2 separate regions of the Xenopus tropicalis genome follow, and region 2 is linked to region 1. The links are chromatin contacts, called in public Hi-C maps. All regions are on one chromosome and are shown on one strand. The core of a region is the stretch at or near the end of the contact, and the rest is flanking DNA. Distances in the headings are between cores, read along the strand shown.

Region 1 (6,383 bases), core at 2,731-5,230:
CTTGTACTGAGAGCTATCTCCCATACCCCTGTATTCCCTCACTTGTACTGAGAGCTATCTCCCATACCGCTGTATTCTCTCACTTGTACTGAGAGCTATCTCCCATAACCCTGTATTCCCTCACTTGCTAAAAAGCCATCCAACTCTTCTTGAAGCCATCTAATGTATCTGCCAGTACGACTGTCAATGCTATTTAATGAATTTCCAGCACGACTGTCAAATCATCCTGTGTTCCATTAAACTTCCTGTACGTTTATCACTAAGAATTATAGGACGACGACTGATGACAACGTATTAATAAACTGAGGAGAGTGCTGACCAACTGATGGGCCAGAAAAGGGGCTTGAACCCAAAAATCCCGAAAGCCATTAGCCTGGGACAGTAAGAAACAACAGGTTTAAGTGCAACCTAACACAGTCAACTGGGTATAGCAAACTGGGCTTATTCCATTAATTAAATGGCAGGCTGCATGAGTGGGGAAATACCCCTGCACCCAGGGAGCCGACAAGGGTGCCCAAATTGTAGCCAGTTTGTAAAAGGAAATCAATATCAGATATGTCTGTTACCCCCAGGTGCAACACAGAAAGAGCACGATGCGGCCGTGTATTCTATATATTTATATATGCATGTCAGGCTTGATACAGAAAGAACAAGTTTCACTTTAAGAAACGAGTGGTTTTTCTCATTTACATTTGGTTTTTTAGGCAGAAGTCACACGGGGGATAATTCTGTGGCAGCAAAGAAATGCCTGACAGCACCATAGGGTTTTATGGAACGTGTCGCCAATGGCGCAAACACATTGTTTATAAAAGTCTATGGAAGGCAGCATGCAGAAATACTCCAACATAAACCTCATTATCAAAGTAACCAATAACAAAGGGATGCTCAGCAATAAGTGCTGGGGATCATGGCACACAATAATTATGCCTTAAAGGAGAAGGAAAGGCAAAGTCACTTGGGGGTGCCAAAATGTTTGGCACCCCCAAGTGACTTGAATCGCATACCTTTTCCCCCGGGCTGGTGCCCCTGTTCAGAGAGAACAGCACCAGCCTGGGGTAACTGGAGCGCTTCCTCCTTCCTGTAGCGCTCGCGTGCGCATGCGCAGTAGAGTGAATAGTGGAACTTTAACAGAGAAGTCGGCTTTTCATTCTACTGCGCATGCGCCTATTGTGTAAGTCTAAGCGAAACGCAGGCGGAAGGAGGAAGCGCATCGCTCCAGGTACTCCGGGCTGGTGCTGTTTTTTCCTAACAGGGGCACCAGCCCGGGGTACGCGATTAAAGTCACTTGGAGGTGCTTGACATTTTATCACCCCCAAGTAACTTAGCCTTTCCTTCTCCTTTAAACACAAAACAGTGGCCGTTTTCAAACACTTCTCATTCATATTAATGGAAAGTGGTTCTGGCAATCAAAACGCCACAATCATACAACTGCCACCAATATACAGGGTATAAACATCTCTATACCGCAGCCTTCCTTGTGAACCAAAGAGAAAGAAAGATTGCCAGCTCTAAGTTTGCCTTTTAAAATAATTTTTACAAAAAATGAGGTGTTAGTACCACACTTTGCCCAAAATATGTAAGCTCATATGCCACGTCAAGGCCCCTCATTGTACGCGAGTCCTTCACTGTCTAATGACATTGAGTCTGTAATGCAATTAAAATAAAGTCCCCCAGCAAACAATGTGACTGAGTAGTAAGACCCTGTTGCACTGCTTCCTTGTGAATCAGCAGGGTATGATTATGCTACACAAGGACCATGAATAGCCTTTAAATAAAATCCTTATTAATGTTGCTTAGTGGGGTCATTTCTCTCACATGACCCTCTGAAATGTGTATTTTAATAGAATACCCTGCTGTAAAATGAGTGCATATAAGGAGTCACCACAGAGTTTAATGGCACTCTGCGCTCATTTACAAAGGGGTGTAGATTACCTCTTATAATACATGAGTAATACTCAGAGTTCCCTGTATAACTCAGCCTGCAGCCTTGTGCCATATTATTGTCACAGAACCCCTCAGTGACTACTAATATCCTTATCATTTACACTAGGGGGTACATTATCCCTTATAATAGATGAGTGATACTCAGAGTTCCCTGTATAACTCAGCCTGCAGCCTTGTGCCTTTATATGGGCACAGAACCCCTCAGTGACTGCTAATATCCTTATCATTTACAGTAGGGGGTACATTATCCCTTATAATACATGAGTGATACTCAGAGTTCCCTGTATAACTCAGCCTGCAGCCTTGTGCCTTTATATGGGCACAGAACACCTCAGTGACTTCTAATATCCTTATGTTTAATAGAGGGTACATTACTCACTATATAATTGTTGGTACAGGTATCGGACCCCTTATCCGGAAACCCGTTATCCAGAAAGCTCCGAATTACGGAAAGCCCGTCTCACATAGACTCCATTATAAGCAAATAATTCAGAATTTTAAAACTGATTTCCTTTTTTTATGTAAAAATAAAAAACAGAACCTTGTAATTGATCCCAACTAAGACATAAATAATCCTTATTGGATGCAAAACAATCCTATTGGGTTTAATTAATGTTTTATTAATTTTTTAGTAGACTTAAGGTATGGAGATCCAAATTATGGAAAGACCCGTTATCCGGAATACCCTTGGTCCCGAGCATTCTGGATAATGGGTCTTATACCTGTACTAGTATGCTCAGGCAGCAGGGTTTGCAGACTTCCACAGTCTGCCATATAAAAGTGCCCAATTCACACAAAGGGTTCAGTTGTTAAATGTCTGTTGCATTCTTAACCCAAAATAATCAATTTGTACCAGACTGTTAAACCTTGGCCCTTAGGTGGCACAAATACAGGCATTAAAACAGCCAGTTTAGGTTGGAGTGCCCAAGTGTCTATGTGACACTTCACCTCAGTTCTGCCTCAGAACACTTGTTTGACAGAATGGCAACACCAACTAGTTGCAGTTATCCCCAACTGTACATACAGGGATTCTTTGTTATGTGTGCCTTTGCCTGCATAGCAGCACCCTCCCTCTCCCACAGGTCCGCACATGAACTGCCATCTCACCCCCAAACCCCATCCTGCATTGCTAATAAATTAATTTATAAGTATGATGCAGACTAATCCGGCTGTAGTGCAGCTATGCAGCATAAAGCAATTCTGGTTTAAAAGTGGCAAGGTGGCTACACAATCAGTAGTGCCACAGGGTGGCTTGGTAGGAGCTAAATAGGGAGTGTCTTCCCTGGTCTGCAGTTTGTGTGGGATTTGCAGTGCAGACATTATATTGCAGAGGTATAGCAAAGTGGCATGACAGGAAAAATATACAAATATAAGGTGTATAGGATAGTATAGGTGGAGCCATATATATGAGGCAAGATTATGGCTGCAGAATAGAATGTAAGACAGGGTGTGTAGAAGGAAAGAGGGTGCCCTGGGGCAGGCTGGAGCTGTGATACAGTGTGTAGTTAGGCAAGATGGTGTCAGGGGAAGGGGCTATGGGACAGGGTGTGTAGTAAGGAAAGAGGGTGCCCTGGGGCAGGCTGGAGCTGTGATACAGTGTGTAGTTAGGCAAGATGGTGTCAGGGGAAGGGGCTATGGGACAGGGTGTGTAGTAAGGAAAGAGGGTGCCACCTACAATCCATACAATAGTTGTGCAACCTTCCGCCTCCAGTACAACTGTGAAATGTGGGAGTTGCAGTTTCAGAAGACCTGGATACACAGGCAGGAATAATAGCGCCTAGTGCCAGAGCAGCCTTGCCCCTTTTTCCATCACAACATAGAAAGCGCTGTTCCCATTCCCACATGCCCTTGGTGTGAGGCCTTTCCCCTCCCTCAGGAACCCCCAGTCCGGCCTCCACACCCCGCCACTCACTTGCTCAGCCGGGACTTCTCCAGTCGCCATCATCCTCTCCCTTCTACAGCACAAATCCACCCGGTGCCGTCACTGCTGCCTCCCGCTGTACCGCACACACCTCCCCGCCTGCCTGTGGAGAGCAGCCGCCTGCAGCACTGCCTGACAAAATGGCGGCAGGAAAAATCCCAGGGACTGCGGCGCTAGGAGCGGAATGAGCAGATTCCCAACAGCGCCACCGCCTGCCTGCAACCGGAACTTACACTGTGGGAGGACTAATGAGCCAGCCCTGCGCCTAGTTATATGGGAGTGGCGCCGCTCAATAGGCGCTGGTTTGTATTGTTGTTGCTGAGGTAAAGTTGAAAACCTATGCTGCTGTTGCTATGGGATTTTCTGTCGGTGTCCCAGCAGGGGTGGACTGGCCTATAACCAAATTATGAGTAAAAGTCCAAATATTTGAAATTATTGTTATATTTCTGTGTATACACAGGTGTGTCCCACATCTCCGGGTCCCGGACAGCCTTCTAAGAGCTTGAGTGACAATTACAAATGAATAAAATCTACACAAAAATACCTCAGATTCATGCATGGTTATGAGAGAGGTAAGGCAGCTCTATACTCTCCATGTTCTAATGATTAAACACATAGATATCAGCCACCATCCAGAGGTTTTTGGTTATGCTTGTCACCCTATTATGCTTCGCCCCCCACTGGGGGTATAAATACCGGGCGACTAATCTCCCCGCAATGCCATCCCAGCGGCTAGAATGTAAATTGCCAGTGGAATGGCGTACACGGCGCCGCAATTTGCCAAAGTTGCCTTGAGAGGAAACTTTGGGCGACTTCGGCAAATCGCAGCGCCGCGTATGCCATCCCACTGGCAATTTACAACCCATGGCAACGAAGATTTGTTGCGCAGCGACTATTCTCCCCGTGTGTCACTGCCCTAAGGGCTCCGGCACATGGGGAGATTAGTCACCCGCAACAAATCTCCCTGTTCGCGGGCAACTAATCTCCCCGAGTTGCCATCAGTTGCCATCCCACCGGCGAAAATGTAAGTCGCCGGTGGGATGGCACACGCGGCGGCACGATTTCGGCAAATCACCAAAAAAACCTCGCTTGGCAACTTCAGCGATTTGCCGAAATCGCCTGCACAGCGTGTACCATCCCACCGGCGACTTACATGTTTGCCGGATGGTAGTTCGGGGAGATTAGTCGCCCATGACAAGGGAAATTTGTCGCGGGCGACTAATCTCCCCGTGTGCCAGAGCCCTAAGGGTGAAGGCACATGGAGCTACTAGTAGCAGCTACTTCTCGTGGCTACTAAAACAGACAATGCTGTTACTGATAATTGTCTCTACGTGTGTTTTAGCAGAGGCAATTCTCAGTATTGTCTATGGCAGGGAATTTTCTGGAGTTTAGTAGCCATGAAAAAGTAGCTGCTACAAGTAGCTCAGTGTGTCTTCACCCTAATTCAACAATCTAAAACTAACATTCAGACTGAAACTGTAGGATTATAGTATAAAATTAAATAAATTACCAGTAAATAACAAATATAATGATGTTTTGGACATTAATAATTGCCAGACAACAATCGTATAAAAGTTATGTCCCGGAAATAGAATGTAGGGCACCCATGGATATCGTCAGATAGGCAATACATGCACAAATATTATCATTATCTAACAGACATTTTCCAACCTGTCTGATCAACTAAATGACCGCCATGGTATGAAAATTGTCAGGACAATAATCCAGAGCCCACACCTGATCTGAAAATCGTACAAAACTTTTGTGTGATTATATTGGTGCGTGTATGGCCAGCTCTAAAGAGCAAGGGTTTATATTTTCATTTAGAAGAACCCCTCTCTGAGGTATAAGCAGGTAGGTGCATAAGTAGGGCTTTGGGAATTTTTATTTTTACAAGTAGGCCCATTCTAATTGGCTAAGGCAGTGATCCCCAACCAGTGGCTAGTGAGCAACATGTTGCTCACCAACCACTTGGATGCCAATCTTATCCCTTATTTGGCTCCTCCATAAACGTTTATGGTGCTTGTGTTGCTCTCCAAGTCTTTTTACATTTGACTGTGGCTCACAAGCAAGAAAGGTTGGGGACCCCTGGGCTAAGGGGTCAGGATGTCAATGTATAAACTTCCTTCGCTACAGATCCCTATGGGAAAATATTGTGACCCCCAAAGGACTGCCTAATGCCTTTTTTCCCCTTAACCCACTAGGCAGGTGTAAATAGATGTGTGACCCCTTGCTTTTTTGCTTGCTTTTGCACCCACTATTGCATTTTGGGGAAGGAGCTCATAAGCACTATTTCTTCTGCGTCCCTCCATGTCTGCACAAGGTTTATGTGTACTGATATTTCGGGACTAAAAGAAATGGAATAACAACAAGAAGGTAAGTGAAATTCTCTTTTTCATCTGGATCCCTCCATGTCAGTACACATAAACCCTGTACCGACCTGTCGGGACTAGAAGAAATGGAATTTACAACGAGAAGGTAAGTGAAATTCTCTTTTTTTTGGCTAGAACGTGCACCC
Region 2 (6,356 bases), core at 2,561-5,060, 75 kb after region 1:
GATTCGGCAGCTAATCGGCCCGTGCATGGGCACTACCGACGGGCCTGGCCTGAAATCGGCATGTTGATATGGTCCCCTAACCGACTTTGCCTATACCTGTTGTTATAATTCGATTGTTTGGCCCCAGGGACAAATGATCGAATTAGCCTGGATTCTCCCGATATCGCCCACCCGTAGGTGGGGGATATCGGGAGAAGATCCACTCGCTTGGCGACATCGCCAACAAGCAGATCTGAAGGTGTATGGGCACCTTAATGTGTCACTTAGGGCCCAGACAGACTGGGCACTTTATTAACCATAGAAAAAAAACCTCCTTTTCCCGCAGGGCATAAATCACCCAAAATACCTGCCACATCCATTGAAACGCCAAATATAAAATCAGGAAATCCTCTTTTTTGTGCAATTACCCAGGAACGACGCATATAAACACTTTGTGCTGTGTTGCCTGATTATCTTAAAAACATGAAACTTCATTGGCACATTGATTCAGTTCTTGTCTGACAGGCCTCCATAAACCCCAGTGTATGATCTTATTGTTTGCCCCAGGGCAGGACTCACTGACACGCAGCGATTGGGCAATAGCTGATTGCCGCGTCATAGCCCTGCCCCACTGGTTGGGGATCTAGCACATATTTTAAGACTAAACACTTTTAATTACTTGTTAGTTTGGGTGTATATTGAGTCATAAGTAGAAAACCAGCCACAAGTACCGTATCTAAAATTAGGGTGATAAGTCATCCACTTGCATTAGCTCAGTAACATTGGGAAGTTTACTGGCGGCGATGGAAGAGTGGTTTTGTGTTGCTTTATTTAAGCATCAGTGTTTTTTTTTGTGGGAAAAGGCTTAATATGTAATTTTGTTATTATTTAATCCAGGTGTTCTTCGTTTCAACTATTCAGCCAATTGCAGCCCTAGGGCAGTTATACATAGGTGTTTTAAACATTTCATGCACGTTTGAGGCTGATTCCACACCAGGCGTATACTTTTGGCAAGCTGAAAAACAATTGCCGAAAATATCCATTATACGCACCATATGTCCCCTACCTGTGCCTGCACCGGCATGAATGACATACGCTTGGGTGCAGGCACAGGTAGGGGTGTATGGCGATATTTTCCGCTTGGCGAAAATATACACTATGGAGCAAATTTATTAAAGTACGACAGGTACAAAGTACATAAAATTCATATTTGGTCGTACTGTTCATATTTTCTGTGACTTTCTCGTACTTTGCGGCAAAATCGTATTGCCGCGCCGAGTATGAAAGTTTTGGATTCATTCAAGCTTCGGTATCCTGATTTCCTTTGGCCAGGTTGGAGCTGCAGAGTGCCATTGAGCCCTATGGGAGGCTTTCCTTGGGCCAGGGTTGGAGCTGCAGAGTGCCATTGAGCCCTATGGGAGACTTTCCTTGGGCCGGGTTGGAGCTGCAGAGTGCCATTGAGCCCTATGGGAGACTTTCCTTGGGCCGGGTTGGAGCTGCAGAGTGCCATTGAGCCCTATGGGAGACTTTCCTTGGGCCGGGTTGGAGCTGCAGAGTGCCATTGAGCCCTATGGGAGACTTTCCTTGGGCCGGGTTGGAGCTGCAGAGTGCCATTGAGCCCTATGGGAGGCTTTCCTTGGGCCGGGTTGGAGCTGCAGAGTGCCATTGAGTCCTATGGGTGGCTTCCAAAATCATGAACAGAAGGATCAAAGTCAGAAAGGTTTTCTCGACGTTTACGATCGTTTGATACGAAAATTTTGTGACTTTCGGATCGCCAATACAATATTATTGTGACTATTACGATTTTTTTGGAAGCATTTTCATGATATTTTCGATCATCAGAAATGGAAATATCTTATCTAATCCGAATTTTTCCCATTTTGGGATTCAAACTCGTACTTTGATGAATCAGCCCCTATGTGTGGCATCAGCCTGAGACGCAGTTTTGAGAGCACCTCGGCACGCGAACCAGCTGATTTCATCTTATTGTGCCTGGTTGTACAGCATGAGCATTTAGATCAATGGTTTACCTTCATTTTGTTCCGTTGCATATTTTCAGATGCAATATGCAGCATCCAGCTTTTACCAAAATATAAAAATGCATGCTGAATAGAAAAAGACATTTAGCTTTAAACAAAATTAATTTACAGAACCATTTATTCTCATGAATTTATTAAATTAACAATACCCATGTATCGCATGGCAGCGCGATCTCCTAAGTTGCCTCTCGAGGCAACTTCGGTTATTTCCGCAAATCGCAGCGCCGCGTATGCCATCCCACCACCGGTCATATAGGGGAGATTAGTCGCCCACAACAAGGGAGATTTGTCACAGGCGACTAATCTCCCCGTGTGCCAGAGCCCTAAAGGTGGCCATATACGAGCAGATCCGCTCGCTTGGCGATGTCGCCAAGCGAGCGGATCTTCCCCCGATATCCCCACCTACGGGTGGGCGATATCTGGGACCATTTAGGTAAAAAAAATAATAATCCGATCGTTTGGCCCTGGGGGGCCGATCTGCTCTCCCCATACACGGGCTGATTAGCTGCCGAATCGGTCCAAGGGACCGATATCGGCAGCTATAGTCGGCCCGTGTATGGCCACCTTAAGAGGACACTATGATAGCCTACCTCTGACTCACAGGGACCATTTACCCACCTCCCCATACGTCATTCAACCCCCTCCCTTACCTTGTTTAATGCTGAGTTGATGACTTCTGGGATTTAATGACACTTTGCTATCCAGCAAATCAGTCCAGCTCCCTCCATTGAAGGCAAAAGGACTTCTAGGCCAGGGAGGGGTTAAATGACTCTGCCAGCCTAAGGGGGGTGGGGAAATGGTCCTTGTGAGTCAGAGGTATATTATCATGGTGGTATTTGTGCCGCAATGTACTTCCCATGGATAGAGTAGATAGGTAGGAGCCAGTTCAGGATAGAGTGTTTTCTGCTAAATCCAAATTCCCAAGTTATAGCTGGTGTTCTGATACAGAGCGAGGCATGTTAAATTGTAAATCATAATTATGCTGTGTGTGGGTGTTAAATTGGGTTAAACTGGTGCACAGCCAGGGAGCGTAGCACACGCCCTGAACCGACTGGTTGTCACAAGCATTGGTAGCCCAGCGTTGCCCTGGCAAGTACAAGCTTGTGTTTGATTGCTTTGGCCTGCCAGCCGGGAAGATGGACCTTGAACAGCAGCAACACAGGCTTACACCGAGCAAACTCCCCTTATCTGAGTCCTTGCAGTTAAAAAGTGACGTAGAAATGCCAAATCTGTACGGATTCCTCAGGGCTGCAGGCGTTGCAAGGCCTTTATTGCATTGGTCTGTTATTGTTATTTATTTATTTTTTAAACCTTACATGTTTCTCTAAAAATCCATTGGAAAGTGTTGACTTGCCCACACACAAATTGAATAGTAACAAGTGAATCTGTCCCATTTCTCTTTTGGAAATGGTGAGAATTCACAAAACACACTGAAGTCAAATGGGTGTTTTTTCGTGGCAGCTTTTTCCATGGCGTCCAATTGTATTTATTATTTTTGTGGCTATTGGAGTTTATGGGTGGTTTTTCACAGGAGCCTCTCCCAGCCATACAGTGCAATGAAGGACAGAGGTATAGAAGCAGTGTATAGGGTGTAGAAGAGTGTATAGGGGCCCCAGCTACTATATGATCAGAGTGACAGCTGATTGGGTGTTAAAATTCTGTTGCCCTTAATTAGCATTGCTACAAAGACTTTATAACCGTCATTAAAAGCATCTAGGGAATTTTCAGCTGCTGTTTGTTGTTATTCTCTACCTAAACTTGCTTGCTGGTTGTCTCCGGCAGTGAATGGGTTACGTGGGCTGTTTGTCTGCTTCCTGACTCCCAGCTGCCATGTCCAGCTGTCTGGGCTCTATCACCTGTGCTGCCGTTCAGCTGTCGCTGGCACTCTCGGACCTGCACACAGCATACAAACGGGGAAATTCAATTCCTCGCAGGGGTCATCCCATAACCTTCCTGTAATAACAGAACTTTCTGCTGCCTGAAGGGCTCCTTTCTTTGTTAGTGAAATGTGAAAAAAAGCTATTGTAGCTCAAAGCTTCCTTTTAGGAACCCCCACCCCCCTCCAATTTCCCAGCGCCGCAGGGTTTGTGGGTTCACATTTCAAGCCAAATGGGCGGATTTTGTTATCAGGTTGGCTTTGGTTATTGCCACAGGCGAATGACTTGCGCAGGTGACCTAATGGCTAGGGTTACCGGGGGCAGCTTTAATTGGGCCACTAACACAAAGAATCCAAATAATCCAAATTCATTTCACTTGACAGTCGAGTGATTCAGTGCCCGCACATGTAAAAATATTTCCCTTGAAGAATTCATCCTACTTTTGTTCACTCTGCGGTGCCTGCAGCCATAGTTTTGTCCCCAAAAACTCCCTCATTTATCGGTTTTGTTTAATGAAACTTTAGATCATGGTTGCAGGCAGATGGCTTACTAACTGAGAGCAAAAACTAAACAAACTCATTTCTAAAAATGGAGCAGAATTTTCCACAACGTGTTTTACATTTTCACTTCCCCGTTTTATAGATGTACTAAGATCTTCAAGCAAGAAGTGCAACCTTTATTTGCTTCCCATGATGTTAAAGGGGTAGTTTGAATTTAAATTAACTCATAGTATGATGAAGACAGCGATATTTGATCTATATTTTTTATTTGTTGAGTTTTTTTAACTCAACATTAGGTTTCCGCTTTGGAATTGCAGCAGCTATCTGGTTGCTAAGGTCCATTTTACCCTAGCAACCAGGCAGTGGTTTGAATAAGAGACTGGAAGATGAATAGGAAAACTGTAAATGTGAATTACCTCTTTAAATGATTTTAAAGTCTTTTATCCCTTAATACCGTTGCTCTTTCATAGTTTATATATATATATCGGTTATGTTTTGTTGTTTCAGAGCTCCAGAGGTCATTTTGGGATTGCCATTTTGTGAAGCCATAGACATGTGGTCCCTGGGCTGTGTGATCGCAGAGTTGTTCCTGGGATGGCCGCTCTACCCGGGAGCACAGGAGTATGACCAAGTAAGTGTACAGCTCGGAGAATATGTCCGTCCAGTTATTTGAATGCCATTGGCTGAATTTAGAGAAAAAAAACATCAATTTGGAACCATTTGTGTATGCATTTAATGAAAGCCGAGATAAACAACGTTTCGGAATATAAATCTTTATATACGCCAGTTATATCTGCGTAACATGAGGGCTGTGGCCAAGCAGCACTAAGCGCTCAAAAGCGCCAATTATAGTATGCAGCAGAAGCATCCCTTTTCAAATACTATATGATAGATGAATAAGAAGCGCACTGGTAAAGTCTGCTTCCAACAAGGCAATGCTGTTTGAAAGGAAATGACTTCTGTATATATAAAGCTGTTGACTCCAAAGCTACTGGGTATCATTCCCTTTTAAAGCAGGCTTGGTGCACATATTGCTCTCTCCTGTGCTTTTGCCTTTATCTCTGAGCCCAGACACACAGTGGGCAGGATCACTCAGTGCTGGGTGGCACTGTCTGCTTACTCCAACGCAGACCATGATAACAGCTCTCATGTTTCCCACTGGATACATACCTCATAACTCAGTGCTTTACAAGCAAATGGACTGAAAAAGTAACAAATTTATTACTTTAATAGTTTAAACTTTAAAGGAAATGTAAATTGGTGTTAGTATAGTTAGTATATTTCACATTATTTTTTTGTTTTACTTTTCAGGATATTACCAGTTTTTTTTTACCCTACTAGTATAATAAATGTAACCCCTCTGATATAATGAATTTAAAGCAACAACACCACTTGCTGTTATTCTGACTGGACACACTGGTCAGTAGGAAAAATGAGGTTAGTGAAAGTTGTTCTGCTTTGAAGTGGCTAAAGAAAAATCAGACTCTTCTCACTAATTTCATTTTCAGCATCAACAGGCCTTTTCATTTGCTTCCATTTTCTGCCAACGGTGTCCATTGGACTTAAATAGCAAGTGGTGCTGTTCTTTCAAAATGATAATATGAGCAGTGTAAAAACTAATCGCTTGACATGAAAGAAGTAACTGGCAGAAGTGCTCAGAAGAGCTGTTCTACATTGATTGTTCTGAGGGTTTACATATCTGGCCAGTGACCCACAGATCCACTACACCTGTACTTAGTATTCCTATGGCTATTGCTGCAGGACTGCGTGTAAAACATCTGTACATAGGTCAGATATTTATGGAGCCAGTACAGTGTTTAGAGAATGTTGAATACTGAATATATCTCTCTCTCTTTTTCTGTCCTTTTCCAGATCAGATATATTTCACAGACACAAGGGTTACCTGGGGATTCGCTAATAAATGCGGGTACAAAAACATCCAGATTCTTTTGTCGCGAGCC

Evidence for each region. A called contact is a pair of places that touch in the nucleus more often than the background predicts.
Region 2: a Hi-C map of neurula embryo shows a contact between it and region 1, with 2.2 times the contacts expected there. The contact joins the enhancer-like site here to the promoter of cstf3 in region 1. A contact is called at or near these places in 2 of 5 Hi-C or Micro-C datasets (brain and neurula embryo).

What each region holds. Positions count from the first base shown.
Region 1 is chr4:18,401,809-18,408,191 of UCB_Xtro_10.0, forward strand. It overlaps cstf3 (cleavage stimulation factor, 3' pre-RNA, subunit 3), which reads right to left and starts at 3,981. Exons shown (of 21, transcript NM_203831.1): 1 at 3,857-3,981. The coding sequence starts at 3,886. It overlaps LOC116410301 (a long non-coding RNA gene), which reads left to right and starts at 4,051. Exons shown (of 4, transcript XR_004222258.1): 1 at 4,051-4,188; 2 at 4,326-4,437.
Region 2 is chr4:18,476,836-18,483,191 of UCB_Xtro_10.0, forward strand. hipk3 (homeodomain interacting protein kinase 3) reads left to right here. Exons shown (of 16, transcript NM_001079256.1): 3 at 4,903-5,026; 4 at 6,268-6,356. Among named protein-coding and RNA genes, the nearest start is that of tcp11l1, 40 kb to the right of the region's middle. Within about 2 kb of position 3,811, at least 2 of the 11 cell types and tissues checked have an H3K27ac peak or open chromatin away from gene starts, as enhancers often do. A contact at or near this core is called in neurula embryo, where this site is marked.